2 separate regions of the Mus musculus genome follow, and region 2 is linked to region 1. Evidence: chromatin contacts called from public Hi-C data. All regions are on one chromosome and are shown on one strand. The core of a region is the stretch at or near the end of the contact, and the rest is flanking DNA. Distances in the headings are between cores, read along the strand shown. Region 1 holds the start of Crbn (cereblon). Region 2 overlaps Edem1 (ER degradation enhancer, mannosidase alpha-like 1).

Region 1 (2,700 bases), core at 150-2,649:
GCTTTCTATGCACTGGCCCTGCACCCAGCATTTCTTCTTCTGTCTACACTACCACCAAGGAACACATTCACACCTGAAGCACACCTTCTGAGGCAACAAACTGAAACCTGAAATTATTTCTTCACACCCCACACAAAAAAGTTCCTAACTGAAATGACTAAGGATGCACGGTTTCAACAATGTAGGACTAACCTAGTCCACAAATGAACCCTAAGTGAATCTCCATCACAAGATTTTCAAATCCCACAATAATCCCTACCCATGAAAATCACAGCAGGAGTTGGAGACATAGCTCAGAGGATTTGGGAGTGCCTGGTATCCAATCCAGCAAAAAACACAAACCCAGTACACCCAGCAGCAGTTGCTTATATGGCTCTAAATGAACTGCACCTGTGATTGTAATTATTCTCAATAGCCTTATCCTAACTGTGACCCTCCTAAAAGTAGCCGACTGATGTTTTTCCTACAAACAAGGTTAACAGACTGCATGGCTTTTAACTACAACCAAAAGGCTCTGGCAATAGTCTGTGTTTCTACAGCATTCTAAGAACAGTCCGTACCACTAGTTCATCCACTTTCAGCATTCAATACTGCAACATAAGTTGTCATAAACCATAAAGGCATAAAGTAAGCAGGAGAAATCGGTAATACCGTTCTCCTGAGTACCCTAAAAGTAGGCATATTATTTGCAGACCTGAGAAAAACCGCTAAATAACTACCTCCACAGAGAGATAGCTAAGAGATACCAGCTGTGGTGGCAGATCAGTACACCGCGCAGCCCTATCTGCAACTGTGTGACCTTCCACGTCACTGGATGGTATACATTTAACAACCCGTCGATAAGTTTCTCCTCCATAAGCAAGGCTCTGGACAGATGACAGGTGTAATAATAAAAGCAGAAATGCACGCAAAGCATTCACTGCGGGGCCCACGACGTGCAAATGCCTACTGCATGTTAGCTGTCAGTCTTATGAGAAAGCAGATGAGCAGGAAAAGTAACGGCTGCTAATGTCACCCGGTTCTCAACTTCGCCTACTCCCACAAAATTTTCAGGGAGGCCGGCTTGGGAGAAAGATGGAAAGGAATGGGGGTCCCTGCTCTGGGAAACCAAAGTCCGTGGCCCCAACATCCCCGACAGCCCAGGAGACAGGCCGGGAGGAAAGCGCAGAGCTGCGGAGGGCGAGGCTCACACGGGAGGCTTCCCACCGGCCGCTGCGCCCGAGTAGCTGTCCCCGTCCTCCCTGCGGGATCGGCCCCGGTCCTCGGTCTCCACCCACGGCCAGGCGCCCGTCCCGGAGGTTACCAGGCAGAAGCGGCAGGTGGTTTCCCATGTTGTGCGCAGCGTCCTGCTGATCTCCCTCGCCGGCCATGTCTGTTTACCCGCAAAGGAGCCTGGGAAAGGGCGGTGCCGGCACGCAGGGGGAGGGTCTGCGATACGCCGCCGCCACGCTCCCGGGCCACAGCGCCCCCTGGCGGCTCCAACGAGGCGAGCCGAGAGCGGCACAGCGGAGCCAAATGAAGAGGACCATCTTTAAGGAGGACAAGAAACCCAAAGTTATCCATGACCCACTGACCCCACACAAGTTACACAGCTCCCTTCTCAGCCACAAAGACGTTTTGACAGGTGGGAAACCCAAGTCTGTGTTTTTAGTGTCCACTTGGAGCAAACACGTCCTTATACAGCATCCTCTTTTGTCTGGAAGTATGGACTGTTCCAGGGGCCGTTGGAATATAGCAGATTTTTAAAACGATTTCAGTAGCCCTCGGATATAGCCCCAAATTAACATGTATCAGTATGAAGCAAAGATTTGCAAGGACAAAAAAGGCTGATAATCACCTGGAAAATAAAACTGTCAGTATATAAACTAGCCTAGTCATAATGGCTTCACTAAGAGAAAAATGGATCAATGTATGGTAAAAAACAATTACAACATGCTAAAAGAAAGAGAATTGTCTAGCACTGGAGTTGTGGATGGATTTTTTTTTTCCAATTTTAAGAGTGTATACAATATATTTCTAACACGTTTTCACTGAAGAAAAGAAAATAATGGAATGACAAACGATATCTAAAGAAGGAAGTAGTGGTAGTAGGCAGAGAATAAGAGGAAGGAAAAAAAAGTAAACTAATGAATCTGAGGTTTGAAGACATTTTTACCCCAAGAAAAAAATGCTGCATTAAAAAAAAATTCACAACCCAAAAACACGTTGGAATGGTAACTGGATCCGATAGGCGTTTCCTATGGTGACCAACACATAGGCCAGATTAGACCAGATTAAAAGTAGGTAAAGGCATAGTTATCAGGAGGCAGCTCTAAGGGGAGTTCGCTGGTCTCACAGGTGGAGGTCAGTGAAGTCAAACACCCAGGTTTAAGCAACGTGACTTTATAGAGTTTTGGTGAGGAGTGATTACTTGTTGGTTAGGAGATGGGGTTGTTGCCCATACCTGGTTAAAAACTGATCCCCTGGCAGCCACTCTTGGGTGGGTTCCAGGAAATGCTGACATGTTAGCCCGGAGTTTTCTCCAAGACAGAGGTGGAGTTTTCACTCCGCGGTTGGGGATCAGGGAAGGAGAGTAGACTGGGTTTCCCAGCTTGTACAGGGGAAGAGCAGGGGTTCAGCCTAACACTATCAATTCCATATCACTCAGCCTTCTGTCCCTGAGTCACTCTGGCCTTGGCCAAGTCACTTTTATATCCCCAG
Region 2 (2,700 bases), core at 154-2,653, 2.0 Mb after region 1:
TTTTCACCAGAGTCCGCATGGGTATGGACTCCACGTGTATTATTTATGTTCATTTTAGTGTAGTATTTATGGGAACTTGTCGGGTTTTTTTGTTTGTTTGTTTGGTTTTTTTTTTTTTTTTTTTTTTTTTTTTTGGTTTTTTGAGACGGTTTCTCTGTATATCCCTGGCTGTCCTGAAACTCACTTTGTAGACCAGGCTTGACTCAAACTCAGAAATCTGCCTGCCTCTGCCTCCCAAGTGCTGGGATTAAAGGCGTGCATCACCACCGCCCGGCGAACTTGTAGTTTTGATGTGTATATGACATCACAGTTTGAACCGCACAGAAATACACTTACAGTGGGTACATAACAGAGACACCCCTCAGATGCACTTCCACCGACTCCATTCATGTCCTTTCTAGTTTGCTCATTTACTGCCTCCAGAACCTCATTCATGTTTTTCATGGAGTTTTGCATTTCTCTACTCACGAAAATCCACTGCTTGCTGTTTGGATGTCTTTTCTTCTTGTATGGTTTTCATTTATTACCCACTCGTTGCTAAATATGGTGGACTCAGCCTATACCCAATTTTGTGCCTGAATTTTTTTAGGGTGAAATGCTGACTCTTTTCTGTTTTACTAAATTATATTATACACAGCCATCCAGATCCAGATTTGAAATTGAAGTTATGAAGTTATTTATTCCAAAACAAGAAAAAGATAAATCGTTTGTTTGAAAAACGTTGCCGTCCTTTTTAGACAATTGCGATGGGACATTTATATCTATACAAGGCCACAAATCTAAAAGGGTTCATCAGTGTCCTGGCAGTCAGTCCTGCAGAAGTTACATAGTTCCTCTTCTTAATGCCTAAGATTAAGAAGTTAAAGCTTTAGGTGGTATCCTCAGTTGTCTTGAATGACTGATTCCCCTTCTTTTTGTCAGCAGTGCAGTGAGCTGAGAATCAGTTACTTAGAGCCAGAGAGAACTGTAGCAAGATGCTGAGTCAGGTCCTTCTGCTCCAGGCAGCTTGGACCCTGAAAAGGAGAGTCAGGTTTTATCTTTGTAAACTGGATTCTGTACACTTGTAAGAACATGCTTTTGTTGTTGTTGTTGTTGTTACAATTATTATTATTTCCTGCTCTTAGGGTTCTGGGAAGCCTCCTTTCTGCTCACAGAATAATAACTGATTCCAAACAGCCCTTTGGTGACATGACAATTGAGGATTATGATAATGAATTGTTGTACATGGCCCATGACTTGGCTGTGCGGCTCCTTCCAGCCTTTGAAAACACCAAGACAGGGATCCCCTATCCTCGGGTAAGTGACAGGTTTGTTTCATTGTTTTGCTGTTTTTGAGAACTGGTCTTGTGTCATGTAGCTCAGGCTGACCTTGAACTTGTGTATTTTTTGCCTCAGACTTCCAGGTGTTGCATTGCAGGCATGAGTTACCAGATCTGGCTGCCTTGTTCCTTTGTGGTTCACAGTTCACTGTGTTCTTGAATTAAGACTTATAAAAGGGATGGGCCTGGGTTTAAGAAGGGAGCTATGTCCTTGGAGGGGATTTGGTCCTAAACATAATGTCATTTCTAAAAAATCTGCATTGGTGTTCTGCCTGCATGTCTGTGTGAGGTAATTGGAATTACAGACAGTTGTGCACTGCTTTGTGGGTAGTGGGAATTGAACCAAGGTCCTCTGAAAGAACAGCCAGTGTTCTTAACCACATCTCTTTCACCCCATAATATCAAATTTTAAAACTTCTTTCAGCATTTGCTGAGTACCTTCTGTGTGGTAGACACACACTAATAGAGCAATTAGCCTTTTGCCTTGAAGAACCATGTTCACTGTTCATGTGTGGTTTGATTTTCTCTTACTAGACAGTATAGAGAATGTTTCTTCATTTCTGACTTGGATATATTTCCCAAAGATCCTCATGTGTTGGAAGAGCTCAGTGAATGTTCATTTGAATGCTTCAAATGCCTGTAAGTGAAGCCTGTAGAAACAGCCAATTAGATGCTAAAGTGAGATTGTATATTTGTGGCATCTTATTTAGCAAGCCAAATCACTCCTCTGGGAATTGTGTGAGCCTTCGTGGTAAGCAGGGAGAAATGCCAGACCACAGGCCCTCCATGATGTAACTGGCTGTCATACTGGGCTGAGCTGCTGCCTCTGTCCCAGTCTACCAGTTGTTTGTGTTTGCTGAGGAGTTGTTAGACACTCCTTGAAGTTTAGAAGCCATTTATAGCTTGTAATTGTGTGTAGCCTCATGGTAGTGTTACTTCTGATGTTGTGATGAAACACCAGGACCCGAAGCGATGTGACAGAAGAGTGTATTGTAGCTGATGGCTCCAGAGCGAGAGTAGGAAATGTCAGTGAAGGACTGGCACAGGCAGCAGGAGCGGGGACTGACTGGTCTCATTTCACACAGGAAGCAGAAAGAGTGAACAGGAAGTAGAACGAGTGAGTGATCAGGAAGTAGGATGAGGCTATAAACTCTCAAAGCCCACTCACTCCCATTGATGCACTTCCTCCAGCAAGGTTGTATCTCTTAGAGGTTCTCTAAACCCAGGCAACAGCCCCACTGTTCAAATACATGAGCCTTTGAGGGACATTTGTATTCAGAACACCTTTGAGCTTGGTGCTTCTGTAATCTTGAAGGATACTTGGCAGAAAGAGATGGTTTATGAGTAATGTCATAATAAGATGACAGACTCTGTTCTTACT

The links. A called contact is a pair of places that touch in the nucleus more often than the background predicts.
Region 2: a contact with region 1 is called in a Hi-C map of muscle stem cells, with 4 times the contacts expected there. The contact joins the enhancer-like site here to the promoter of Crbn in region 1. A contact is called at or near these places in 1 of 39 promoter capture datasets (liver), 5 of 484 Hi-C or Micro-C datasets (CD4 T cells, CD8 T cells, Th1 cells and 2 more) and 4 of 115 datasets of contacts at active chromatin or transcription factors (astrocytes, regulatory T cells, regulatory T cell precursor and 1 more).

What each region holds. Positions count from the first base shown.
Region 1 is chr6:106,798,688-106,801,387 of GRCm38.p6, forward strand. Crbn (cereblon) reads right to left here and starts at 1,400. Exons shown (of 11, transcript NM_175357.3): 1 at 1,304-1,400. The coding sequence starts at 1,370.
Region 2 is chr6:108,841,803-108,844,502 of GRCm38.p6, forward strand. It overlaps Edem1 (ER degradation enhancer, mannosidase alpha-like 1), which reads left to right. Exons shown (of 12, transcript NM_138677.2): 4 at 1,125-1,296. Among named protein-coding and RNA genes, the nearest start is that of Edem1, 15 kb to the left of the region's middle. Within about 2 kb of position 1,404, at least 96 of the 459 cell types and tissues checked have an H3K27ac peak or open chromatin away from gene starts, as enhancers often do. A contact at or near this core is called in CD8 T cells, Th1 cells, muscle stem cells and 3 more, where this site is marked.